2 separate regions of the Cyprinus carpio genome follow, and region 2 is linked to region 1. A link is a contact called in public Hi-C data. All regions are on one chromosome and are shown on one strand. Each heading gives the region's core, a stretch centred on a gene start, on an enhancer-like site or on the middle of the called end of the contact. The rest is flanking DNA. Distances are from core to core; before and after follow the strand shown. Region 1 holds the start of rps6kb1a (ribosomal protein S6 kinase beta-1). Region 2 overlaps LOC109112054 (a long non-coding RNA gene).

What was found. A called contact is a pair of places that touch in the nucleus more often than the background predicts.
Region 2: a Hi-C map of skeletal muscle shows a contact between it and region 1, with 2.3 times the contacts expected there. The contact joins the enhancer-like site here to the promoter of rps6kb1a in region 1. A contact is called at or near these places in 4 of 8 Hi-C or Micro-C datasets (red blood cells and skeletal muscle).

The regions. Positions count from the first base shown.
Region 1 is chrB10:13,770,328-13,777,496 of ASM1834038v1, reverse strand. It overlaps rps6kb1a (ribosomal protein S6 kinase beta-1), which reads left to right and starts at 2,388. Exons shown (of 14, transcript XR_006155747.1): 1 at 2,388-4,989; 2 at 5,790-5,833; 3 at 5,960-6,077; 4 at 6,490-6,558.
Region 2 is chrB10:13,812,076-13,818,881 of ASM1834038v1, reverse strand. It overlaps LOC109112054 (a long non-coding RNA gene), which reads left to right. Exons shown (of 5, transcript XR_006155749.1): 2 at 1-123. Among protein-coding and RNA genes, the nearest start is that of LOC109112054, 4.5 kb to the left of the region's middle. Within about 2 kb of position 4,116, at least 6 of the 8 cell types and tissues checked have an H3K27ac peak or open chromatin away from gene starts, as enhancers often do. A contact at or near this core is called in skeletal muscle, where this site is marked.

The DNA.
Region 1 (7,169 bases), core at 1,139-3,638:
GTCAGATCTAAAATCTGGAGTGTTGGGGGGCCACCGGGACCAGATTTAGAACCACTGCACTGGTGACATAACATAAGGCAGCTAGGCACACGTCTTGTCCGTCGCTTCTTTTCGCGTCTTTTTTTCTTTTAATTGCTTGTGAAAAAAAATTTTTGGTGCCTTTTTGTAACGCTACCCTGGTATGTGAGTCTGGAAGCGGCAGGCGTATTAAAAAAATGGAACAGTGTGGAGTTTCTTTTGCCGTTACCTTAAACGAACTCTCCGCTGAACTCAATGCACTGCCCGCTGCTGGCGTAGAGGATGAGAGGCAGTGTTGCCAGATCTCGTGAGAAAAGCAGGCCAATGGAAACTATAAAATAAAATCAATTACAATTAAATAAAATAAAAATAAACAGATTTTATGACTTTGACTTTGACTAATTAACAACATACACTTTTGAAAAAAATATTTCTCACATACAATTGGATATGACTTTTGAAAAAAATATTTCTCACATACAATTGGATATCTGAATTAATAACAAATTTAAAACTTAATTTATACAAAAGTAATAGGAACTTAGGAAAAACTATCTGTTTACCAAGAAAAATGCAAATTGCAGGAATAACAAATGTCATGTTTTTTTATACAGTTATACATGTCTGTAACTTTGAAATCTCAAAAAGGGCATGTGTTTTCTGCAAAAAAAAAAAAAAAAAAAAAAAAAACAGCTAAGGCTCGATTGGCAGTATTTAAAAGCGCCTTGATGTAAAGTGGCTTAAAATACGCGGATATGGCAACACTGCTGAGAGAGCGAGAGAGAGGGGGAGAACGCGACGGGGAGCGCGCGAGAGAGGCTGTGTCTCAAAATCCAGCGAGACAGTCTTTTTAACGTTAGAGCGCGACGATGATGCTCCAGAAAATGCTGTCTAGGCAGGAGCCTCGCTAGGATTCGAAACACAGCCAGGGTGAGACAGAAAGGAGAAGCTGCGTTCAATTATCTCACATAGTCAGTGCTCCGTTGAATGAGGGGTAGAACGCTTTCGGTTCTTCCATAACGGGATTTAAATCATTATATTGTTAAAATTAATGGCCACGCCCCTCTTCCAGCCCCACCCTCTCGTCTAATCATTGGTAAGTGAGTTAATTCTTCATTATGTTTCTTTATTGGTGTGGACAAGTCTCTCCCAGTGTGTCAAATAGCTTATCAGACTGGTGTTGGCTGTTACATTCGCCCGGCGACAACAGTCTGTAGGCTGTCTGACATTTTGGGTTTTTTCATCCCCTGTAAAGATCTTCGTTTTTTAATCGCTGTCTGATTTGTTATTATTAGTAGTTGTAATTTTTATAACCATTTTTTTTTTCAATACTGAAAAATGTTTTTTTGTCTCGATATTGGTGTCTAATTTTAGAGGGGTCGTTATGAAAGAAATATTTCCGATGTGTGTGTGTTTATAGAGAGCGTAATTGACGTGTTTCTGCGTAGCCTTTCTCGTTGAAGGGCGTGTGTGTGCGCGCGCACGTTCAGCACTTGGTTTTGTCCACTTGAATTTCTTGAGAATCCAGAAAGAACACACCTTATTGCAACACACTCTGTTATGACACATCTTTTTGCCCACCCCCTTCATCTGCACTTGCTCTACAGTTTTTTCTCTCTCTGTCATATAACTGCTCAGTCGTTATCTAACATGTGCAACTGGTATTTGTTATTAAATTAAAAAGATGTTCATTAAGCAATTCCCTCTGTTTTCTCCATTGTTAAACCACAGGGTGATCTGCTTGGCTTTCACATTCGAGTAGTATCATTTCCTGTAACTGTTCAGAACATCCTGTACTTTAGGGAACCCCCTCTGCCATTCATGTATGTCTGTGTGTCCTGAGTGGGAATCAATAAAGGTGAATGAATTAAATGTCAATCCGTCTCCTGGTTTTTGAGTTGAGTTTTATATATTTTATTATTTGAATTTTATAATATATTGTAAGTTTGTTTAGTGTGCTGCAATAGAACATGCAACACTAACTGCAGGCTAATAAATGTGATTTCTGCAAGCTGAAGATATTTGAAGTTAAGGTACATTTTTAAAGTTTAAAATGTATGATAAAAATTAGAGCAGGTAAAATAAATATACTATACATATCGATATATAAGCCTACATATGTATAAATAAAGATGAATAACAAAATAAAATTAAAAAGCTTCAGAAATTCAAAGTTCAGGTAAAATTTAAAGAATGTAAGTTGAGATAAAATATAAAAAATATGAAATTTTGTAAAATATGAGCAGTTAAAAATAATATATATATATATATATATATATATATATATATATATATATATATATATATATATATATACATACGTATGAAAATAAATATATTCTAAAAATGTATAAACACTCAAAAAAGTCTGAAGTTGCAGTAATAAACCCTGCAAATGTCATTCCTTTGTGCGTCAAAAAGAACTGATTATAAAAATAAATAAAAAAAACCGACTACGAAAATATGTGTACTGTATAATATCCTGTGTAATTATTAATATCATATGAAATGGTTGTTGGGTGACTCTAGTGATGCAATTAATTCAGGAACGATCACGCCCACTACAGTTACGAGCTTCGCCCGAGGGTTCGCCTTTATGCAAATCACTCGTTCAAACAGGTTTTAATATTCAAATAAGGCTTGACATGTTCAATTCTAGTTTCTTAACAACCCTCCTCCATCTTATGACCAATATTTTGTGTAGGTTGCACAATAAGGTCAGGTGTTTTTGCTTAGCGTGTGACCAAACGCCACACTTTTGCGGGTTTAGTTAGATTTTCAACGTGCATAACTTACCTCGAGCAACCAATAGGGGGCATAGGCGAAATTTTTGGGAAATTATTTTCAATACTTTTAAAATATTTTAAAACATTTTAAATATATAAGGTACGAATTAAAATGGTTGTTAAATAACATGTTAAAATTTGCATATTAACAGTTTTGTAGGCCTAAATTAAAGTGGCCTCGTGTTTTACGTAGGCTACACGAAGTGCATGTTATCTGGGTGAAGGTAAAACTGTAACAGTTCCTCATATACAGTTTACAGCTCTCAGAAGCAAGTGTATTCATAATTAAAACTGCTGAAGTTCAGGTGAGTCAGGGGCTTTAACCCGTCACATGAATCAATGATGTGCTGTCACCGAACAGGAGAACACTGGCACACCCAAGCTGACCCAGAACCAGCTGTAAACCTTACCTGACGCAGATACTGGGTATCTTTACCTATCCAGAAACCCACAGGTATGTATCATTAAAACCAGCAGAAGTATGAGCATATTAGCTTCCTGCTCTCATTCTAAACATTTTGGAACAGGGAACAATCTGTGTCTACAAATATACAACAGGAGGCCCGTTTTTACTGCAAACAATTAAGCTTTAAATAGCTTGATATATTATCAGTCATATCAACAGCCATACATTGTGATGTGCATTGTTTTGGTGTCAGGTTGTGTAAAGTATGAATGAGTTATTATGCCTCGTTTTCAAAAACATACAACTTTGGAAAGTCCCTGTAACTATAATTTGCATAGGCATAGTTGTTTTTTTTTCTTCTTTTCTTTTCTTTCTTTCTTTCTTTCTTTCTGCTAGCAGCATATGTGACACAAAGTGCCCATTGTGGCTCTTGTGGTTTTTAAAAGTGGGGAGCAGAGAATTGTGGCTATCCAGCACTTTGTAACAATGTATAGTGTGTGAGCTTGCATCTTTCTTCCAGCCAAGCCTTTTGGCGAGCTTGCTGACTTTTGATCGTTTTAGTTTACGATAGGACGAAAGGTTTTAATAATTACCCTCATTCAGTAGAATTCCCCTTCATGAATAATCCAATATTGGCAAAAAAAAAACTTTTCACTTAAATCGATATCCTCCCAAATCTAAACGGTAATACACCTAGGCCTAATTATTCTACACGAAATCAAAAAATTAAATTGAGAAAATCGCCATTAAAGTTCTTCTTTAAAGTTCTTAGCAATTTATATTACTGATTAAAAATTAAGTTTTGATATATTTACGGTAGGGAATTTACAAAATATCTTCATGGAACATGATCTTAATATCCTAATGATTTTTGGAATTAAAGCAAAATCGATAATTTTGTCCCATGCAGTGTATTGTTAGCTACAAATATACCCGTGCTACTTATGACTGGCTTTGTCGTACAGGGTCACAAAATATTTTAATGATACCATAAAATGAAATGTAAATATATAGGCTACGTGTATACATACTGAAAAAACAGTGTGGGATTAAATCTGAAAAAAAAAAAAAAAAAAATAGACAATTACAAAGAAACGGCAGGTAACTTCGAAGCAGAAAGACTGAAATAGTATTTTACAATGTAACATTACTCAAATAATCTTTGTTTTGTGTAAATCTTCGGTAAACCTTTCTTTATACCCTCTAATCAGGTGAAGAAACTTGTAGTTATTTCAAAATTAAATAAATTATGCTTGAAAACAGGCACACTACTGATTTTGCAGTAGCTATCAGCACGCACTTGAAGCTCTTGCCAAAAGCAAAACAAGGTCTTTTTTCGACACCTACTGGCAGTGCAGCGGTACTACAAGCACAAGCAGCTTCCTATACGCATAGAATGACGTGTTGTTGTTTTTTTTGTATCGCTACACCCACTTACCTCAGCTACAACCTTCCGGAGTAAAATAGAAGACATTTTGTGTTTGAATAAATAAAAACGTAAATGTAGTTGTTGACAGTTGTTTTACACATTTCGGAGCATGCGCACGAACGCTCTGTGAAACTCGCTGTTCGCCGTGATTATCGTTTACCGGTAGTTAATCTCCGTAGGAATACGTTGCGTAAGTTACCGGGTCTGGTTATGGCGTCGGTGAGTCGTGCTGGACCATGAGTTATTACGGTATTGGAGTGTGTAAAGAGACTGTGGCCATGGCTGGTGTGTTTGATATCGACCTAGACCCGTCGGAGGACAACGTGTCGGACGAGGAGCTCGCTGACGGGGTATGTAACCGGTAACCGACTCGGTTTCAGTTTTTCCGCATCGCCTGGACCGGCCTGAGGATCGATCCGGTGTTTCAGAAACACGGCATACAAGTACTATGGCTGTAACGTTACTGTAGTAAACTATTAACGTTACATGACAATACCATGGTACTTTAATATTTACCATGGTACTGTTCTGGTTTTTTTTAGAACGTATTTAATTAGCCAGACATAGTGACCAACTCAAACTAGCTAGAAACACATCTACCTGCTTAAACTACATTTTTTGGATACCTAGCATTTCTTCAGGTGTATGGAGACCTAACTGTATGAACGACTAAACACACTTAAGCATTGTACTAAATATTAGAAAAATTAACTTTTAAAATATCTAAGCTGTAGTTTTTTTTTATATCACTGAAATTAAAGCAAAATAGACATTAGAGGCTTAGTGTTCAAAAGTTTGACAGAAGTTCTCGTGTCAGATTTTTAGACTAGCTTTGCTCCTAAATTACTTCTGAAACCACAAAAAAAATCCTCCGTACTCCGTAGGTCCACCTTTTCTTGGTCTGACACTCTCTCTATTGTCAGACTGGGTCTTGTAATGTGATAAAAGTGATCAGTGACCTTGATAACTCAAGTTGATGGAAAAGAGCCAGTGCCCATCAGTCACTGGTATAGATTGAGCTTTAATGGCCGTGTCAGATCTGCACACTGTGCATTTGGTGGAAAAGCTGCAGAGATACAAAAAACCTGCAGTCCGCACCTCAAACACTCTAAACCTACCATAAACACCAAAAAATCGTTTCTTTCCACAGGCCAAGAGTAATGAATGCATGGACCAGTGCAGTGGCTTTGACTTGTGAGTATGTCAGAGTGCTCCTTATTATATTTGTGTAATTTGATGATGTCATTTTAACTTAGCCTCTCAAAAAGTGAAATGTCTTTTCTTTAATTAAAATGTTGATATTTGAATGTTTTGGAGCAGTATGGAAGACTGCGAGAAGTTCGAGATCTCCGAGAACAGTGTGAATCAAGGCACAGAGCAGATTCGTCCGGAATGTTTTGAGTTGCTTCGTGTTTTGGGTAAAGGAGGATATGGCAAGGTAAGCAAGACTAGCAGTGTTTCCTCCCTCCATGTGGATTAGTTTGAACACATAAATAAGGCTGCAAAATAATGTAGCTAACACTACTTTTTAAAAAAGTTTGTGGTCGGTAAGAGTTTTTGAAAGAAGCTTCTTATGTTGATTTATTTGATTTAAAATACAATAAATACAGTAATATTGTAATATATTATTATAATTTTAAATTAATGCTTTCTATTTTAATAATTTTTTTGTTAAAAAAAAATCATACTGACTTTTGAAAACAATATTGTACGTAATTTGTTTGCACTGAGGTTTTAATGCTTTTAGTTTTTGTTTGCAGATTTCTATTGTAGATCTAACTGTGCCATTTTTATTGGACTTTCAACTTCGTCTATATATTTTAACAGTCCTTTTCTGTTTTAAAAAACAGGTTTTTCAAGTTCGAAAAGTATCAGGGGCAGATTCTGGGAAGATATTTGCCATGAAGGTCTTGAAAAAGGTATGGCCCTCTAAAATTCCCTGAAAGTTAGCATGGGTTGTTCCATCATGCCTGGTCCTGCTGGTTAACAGATTGTATTGGTGTGGTTTGCTGCAAGCCTGTGAATAACGTCTAAGGAATGTTTCATCATTAGCTATAAACAGTTTCAATAATGATTGTTTGTATAGTTTTAGTGTGTTTTTTCTTTTCGCAACAGCTGAAAAAAAGGTTTAATATTAGAATCACTAATTTTGTCACTTTGCATTTGCAAACAAGTGGATCATAACAGAAGCACACTGTAGCATTCAATAGTAGGAATATGGCTTTGCTTAAAATGCTTAGTTTAAGGTATTTAGAACACAAGGCACTATAATAGCATGCTAAGTCTAATTTGGCCATTTATCAACATTGTAGAAAGATATGATGTTGTCACAATATGATGAATATTTCAGTCAACCAGATTTGCATACTAACAGAATGTGGATCTACTCTTATCAATTCTAAATTATCTTTACACCACTCTATAACAGAAGGAGTGCAAGCGATGACTGTGTACTGAGGCCATTTAATTATTTTGAGATTGATGCTGCATTGTTCTCTGACAACCCCACGATTAAAATACCACCCAAATT
Region 2 (6,806 bases), core at 2,867-5,366, 40 kb before region 1:
ATGGAGATAGGTCCCTGTGTTCTTCACGGCCCGGGTGGCCGGGTTGTCAGGGACAGGCCCGGGTGATGAAGCCTGTGAGTAGTTTGCAGAGATGTTCCACTCAACAATGGTAAGAATCGTCAGGTGGGTCATATCACATTCATTCATTCATCCCTCCCTCTCTCTCACCTTTCCGGTTGACCTGCTTATTCTCTTGCTATCTTTTATTTCAGTACTCTTTTTATTCCTCTTTTCTATCCTGCATATAATCCACAACCACACCCCCACGTTTCACATGATGCCTGTTTCTTGTTCTCCTTTCTTGAAAACCTCTTATTAGAGGGAATTGCTAAGACAAGCATCACTGTTAGCACTAATGCTTATGATTAGGGATTTGAACAAACCCCTAACACTAAGTATTAAACTTTGGCTGAATGAATGAAACCTCAAATATATCACAATCCCATAAAACTCCAGGAAGAGTTGGTATCATTACTAAGGAGACATATCACATGATTTATTCCTCTGATTAATCTGCAACCAATAGGCCCATCACTATGGCAACTGTGATAATGACTAAGAGGAGTTTAACCACAATAGCCTCATCCAATCGTAAACACAACCAACTGTTCTGGAGAGTGGTGTCCAACAATCTGACTTCTCTTTATTTTATAACACTTTTTTTCGAACAAATCTTCAATGTGTAAGTCATCCTGCACTGGAGAGGTACAGGAGAAGTCAAAAATACAAAAATATATGCAGATTTACATTTTAGTAGCAACCTGACCCTTACGACCCTAGAGTAGCTACTGCATAGCAATATGTTGACAAACATTCAGAACGTCATTCAATGGCGTAGCAACTTGCTAACCCTTCAACACCCTAACAATGGAATAGCAACATGCTAACCATTCTGAACACACTACAAATAGCATAACAACTTACTAACAAACTAGTGTAGATTACTTAGGAATTGTAGTCCATTACTGATTACAAATTACATGACAAAAAATCTAGTTAGTAATGTAATCCGTTACATTAAACATTTAAGGTAATATAATTAGACTACGTTTTTTACTTTGATTACTTTTGACTTACTTTGAAAATACAAAGCATAAGAAAATATATTCCATTTATTGTTATTAATAACATTAAGTGCATTAAATAATATAATATATTACATCAAGGTTTCCCAAACTGGTATTTGTAAAGGAACTGCAAGGGGGTTTATGAGTTTAATGAAAAGTTAATAATTAATTAAATCATAAAAACCACTAACCCTAACCCTAACCCTATTTTTGTAAATGTGTACATTTTTATGTTTTTAAGTCAAAAGCCTTCCAAAGACACATTTAACCTACAGAGTGATCATTCACAAAAAAAAATGTATCTGTTCATTATCAGTTGTATAAAGTATTCATTATTCATCAATCAGTAGTAGATGCAATATTGAAACATTTCTTAAACCTGAAATGATTTTTGGTCAAATGCTGTGTGTCCAGCTGATTAATAACCAGTCTTTGTGTGAATGTCCACAAAACTGGAAGACCTTCTGAGTCTATGTAAGCTGTAGGCTATTTTAAATAGGAAAATTTAAGAGATGAAAAAGATGAATAAGGGAGAATCAATAAATTATGAATAATTTATTGCTTTTGTGTAAATATGTTATCATGTAATCCATGAAAAAGTAATCAAAAGCAATGGCACAGCGACATGCTATCCATTCAGAACACCATAGAAATGGCAAAACAACTTACAAAAAACATTCAGAACACCCTAGAAATGGCAGAGCTGCATGCTAATCCCTAGCATGGTAGCAATGACACAGCGACATGTTAACCATTCAGAACACCCTACTAATGGCATAGCAGCTCGCTAACCATTCAGAACACCCTAGCAATGGCATAGCAAATAACCATTTAGAATGCCCTAGTAATAGGATAGCAACTTGATAACCATTCAGTACGTACTAGTAATGGCATAACAACTTGCTGACCATTCAGAACTGCAATGGAATACTTCAGTAACTGCAGAGCATCACCCTGACAATCGTCCTTGCAGTATGGTGCTGGGTTTTGCATGGGCAGTATTTCCTGAGAAGTGTTTTGCACCCATCTTAATACATTCTCTTGAAGCAGTCAATAAAAGGATCTCTGAACAGTTTATGTGCGTGTTATGACATATGTAGTTCTTTCTCATCAGTTTTTCGTGTGAATAGGAAGTTTCTGGTCGTGTCAGACTTACGGGGAACCTTTATCTTGGTTGTTAACCTCAAACCGTCACTGATGGAAGTATGTATCCTGACTCATTTGACATGTGGTCATTTTGTTTCTGAATTACTATGCACCTCAGCAGCCAATCGTTTCACTTAAAAAAAAAAAACCCTCTGTTATTACATATCAGCATTGCTGCATTTAGATTAATGTGCAGTTTCCATCAAATGTGCACGCCCATTTCTGTTTTGCTGTATTTTATATTTTACATTTTGTTACACTTAGACAGGCCTGGTACTTTGACTAATAATGTATGTTATCTCATAAATGTCGGTTTTGCATTAGATATCAAGTTACCCAATGCAGTACAGTAAAAAAAAATCTTATTAAAAAAAAAAAAAAAAAAACAGTAGTCATATTGACATTAACTTTTAACAAATTAATTTGCACCGAAATAATGTAGCTTCTATTAGACATACAGGCTGTGATGTCAACAATATAAGATATGGGAGGAGTTTTGATTATTTATATTTCCCATTGTTTCTTCTGTAGTCCATAACTCCATAAAACAGATGGGGTAATGAACCGCCAGTTAAAAACCACTCATATTTTTCTATATTTGTTTTGTTTATGAGTGTTAATGTGTGTGTCCTTTCCTCACATTTCTCCCCAATACCAAAAGAGGGAGAGGGGATATAGAGAGAGGGGGAGGCATAGCAAAATTAAAGGGAGTTCAGAACAGAAATGAGAGGAGAGGATGAAAGCCTGAGTTGTTTGAAGAAAACCAACATGTTATTTTGCACGACTTTTTCGAGTTGCAATATGTGTCTGTTGCCTTTTCTACAGTACCTCTTCTATCTGTCTCTCTCCTGCACACTCTCTCTCTTTTTCTATCTCTCACTCCCTCTCTGTCACTGTTTGGTCATTCTGACGTCCGCTTCACAGCATCTCTTACTGGCGCTGCAGGAGAGTGTTTCCTGTGCCGTCTGAAGCCTGATTCCCCCCAAATCTCTCCTTTTGCTCCTCATGTACTCTGAGACTGAAGACGACACGCTTTCTACGTCTGTGGCTTTTTTTTTAAATCTACTGAAATCTTCTGTCACTTTGAATCCGAAATCATCCTCCAGTAGCGTTGCAAGTGAAGACGAAGCGGGTCCCTTTCTCCGAAACGGATTTAAAAAGATGTACCTTGCTTTTTTTGTAAACTACATTTTATTCAGGACAGTATCCGCAATAGAATTGCAAATATTGAGTAGTTGTCTACTGTTTTTTTTTTTTTTTTTGGTATGTTGTTCAGCTTTGACGGAACACAGGAAGTGATTTAATGGGTTTTACTAATTTTTTTATATGTTTCTAGGTGTATTTCTGTGCTTGTATGACGTCTAACAGCATAACAGAATGGTTCCAGACGTCCTTTGCCCAAAGGTCAAGGGCATGGGATTGTATGTCAAGTGTCTGTGTCGTCATGTTGGTTTCTAGAGATCACCAGACTTATGGCACGTGTGTGACTGCACACACACGAGCGAGGCTGGCACAAAGCAGCTCAACAGACAAGACTTCATCAGCTGCATCCGTTTATAGTCATCAACAGCTGTTTTAGTCACTGAAACAGCATCTTTCTTATTGATATTTATGTGTGCTTTTATTTGATTTAAAACAAGTGTTAACAAAACAAGCAAAAATGTCTGGTTTCTTGTTTAACTTGGTGTAACACTGTTAAAAAATGCTTCTGAATCATTGTTTCCGGCACTGAAAGGGTTAGTAAGTCTGTGAATTCTCCCCTGCCAACTCCCAGGCAGTCGAATAAGTAACCCAGTTCGGAGGCATCTGCTCGGGGAAGGGTGTGTATCTGCCTCCCCCTCGCACTGATTCCTCTGCGCTCCTCTCCTCCTCCCGAAGCTGTGGTTAGCCCTGCCCTTACGGGTCATGTGACTTCTCTGAAACTCCCTCCTCCCCCTGCCTCCCCCCGTGTTTCCAGTAAACTGCTGAAAGGAGGGGCTGAGTCAGTCTTCAACCAGCTTCCCTTTGACCACAGCTTGTTAAAGAATTTGTCAACGTGGACTCCAGGGTGCACATTTTTTTCCTCCTCGTGATAGATAGATTTGAATTTTTTTCGTCTCTCTCTTTGGAACGGTCCAATTACGTCAGACACCCATAATCACTTCCTGCGCTACGCCGTAGAAAGAGAGAGAAAGTTTGTGTGTGTGTGTGTGTGTGTGTGTGTGTGTGTGAGAGAGAGAGAGAGAGAGAGAGAGAGAGAGAGAGCGGCTCATTTAAAGTCACTTTGATATTTGGCGGCATGTGTGCTAGAGACATTTGTCTTGGTGCCTGTCTGAAAGGGTTTCATTCAGAAAAAAAGACGGGATTAATAATCTGAGAAAGGGGAGGGGGGAAGAACAATTTAGTTTTTAACCTGATTACGATCTTCCTGTGATTCTCCCAGCTGGCGATCTGATTTTCCGGTATTAGATCATGCGTGATATTTGCTTTTGCAAACTCACTTGCTCCGCAGACAGACAAATTAACTTTTTGTATAAATGAAACAGAAACTGACACGTATAAACTCTAAACTACCATTGAAATCTGTTATCTTAATTTATGAAATACAATATGTGATAAAGAGAATTTTTTTTTTAAAGGGTTAGTTAAACCTAAAAGTGAAATTCTGTCATCATTTACTCATTTAGTAACCCATTTGTAGTTAAAAACCTGTATGACTTTCTTTTTCTGTTAAACAAAAAAGAAGATTTTGAAAAATGTATTTTTATTTATTTTATTTTTTTCCATATAATGAAAGCCAATGTAGTTAAATGTTTCATTATATGCAGAGTGCTTAAATGATAATAGAAATGTAACTATTCCCTTTAAATGAACTCTATTAGCATTAGGGTTCAGGTAAATGTTGATGTGTATGTATATATTGTTACCAAGGTGCCATTGACGTAAGGGGAAGCTGTAACTGTAGAATGTGGCATGGAAAGAGGAATATTATTAGGTGCGAATGTGGATTAGGGAAGTCTTTCGTCTCTATGCGTCAATCTTCGTCATTTATGTGGTAACAAAAGTCGGTTGTGACTTGCTGTCTGTCACTAAATATAAGTGCAGTATTTTTGGGATAAAACCGTTCAGAAGTTTGTACAAAAATGTATTCTGGTAAATCTGTGTTCTGAAATATGCTTCCAAAAAAAAAAAAAAAGATATGCCTTCTGAACTTCTGAACTTAAAAACAAGCCCTAAGAAAAAGAAAAAAAAAGTGATGATGACCAGCATCAAAAGCTTAAAAAAAAAATGCTGAATAGTGCTGGAAACATATCAGAGGGCTGAAACTGTCTCCCATGGTTTTACTGAAGGCGCACCTTTGACGAGATCTCTTAAATGTAATTGCTGGTAAACCCTGCCCTGAGGGATGCTGGGTCGGAGCTGGTAAACGCGGGGAGGTTGTGGTGGCTGAACTCTTTGCCAAATGGTAATTTTCCATGTGCATGAGAAAAAGTTTGAAATAGATTGAAATAAAAAAGAACAAGCAGCCTGGTTATTCATTCATCGTGTCAGATGCCCACTGTTGTGGTTAGAGAGGGAAACTTCCCACTAGAATTATGAATACGTCACATAACGGCATGATTACATGTGTACCACTCTATAAAACTCTGAAATAGCTGCTGGATGTAGCTCTCATCAGTTTTCTGCATTAAAGTTAGGCTGTACAGCCAGATAAATGACTAAGGGGAATTAGTCAGTGGCACAAGCAATACAAAACATTCTGAGAATAACTTTCTGTCCGTCATATGGGGTCTGTTTTGTTGCTAATATTGGGAATAAACACATTTAGCTGCATCTGTTCGGTTGAGTGAATAGTGTATGCAGATGTCTGGAGATAAAAGATACCTTTGAAGACAGATGAGAGACTTGTGACTGGGCCTGAATGCAGTGATTTAGTCTTGACATTACTCAGCAGTTTCTTATGCCCGTTTGAAAGTGACTCACTGCACGGAGCAGAATGATGTGTTTGTAGCGGGGATGGGCATGAATGTCGCTCTTTAATCAACCGCTTTCATCTTGCGGTTTAAAGCTGATCCGGAGTGCTCAAGCTCGGAACAAAAGACATTCCTCTCTTACCAACCTGACATTTGCGACGACCATTTCTGTCTGGTTTACTGTAAAAATGAACAGAAGAATCTACAGAAGGAGAGAGAGAGAAACGGCAATGGAATGAAATGTACTGTTGCTATGTGTCCAAACAGTCTTTGTGATAGGACAGAACAAATTTGGAATTTTCAAGTTCATCCAATCAAAACACAGCTGTTCTGCCTGCTCCCCATCACCCCTCCTTTCTCTCCACTGCCAGCTTTTCTTGGACCGATTTGATGTCCATATTAGGTTTGATTCAGTAAAAATCCCCTCCCTTGCCCTTCGACCATTATATCGAGTGCTAATGTACTTTTATCTCTAGCAGCAAAAAGCATTCTCTGCCTATGTACAGTAAATGAATTAAAGATGATCTCATTGGCCCATGTCATCAATATATTAATTGTATTTGCCACCTGTCAGCGATTCTTGCTGCGCCCCTTCTCATTTTCATGATCAGAGGGTGTTAAACATTTATTTTCGATCATA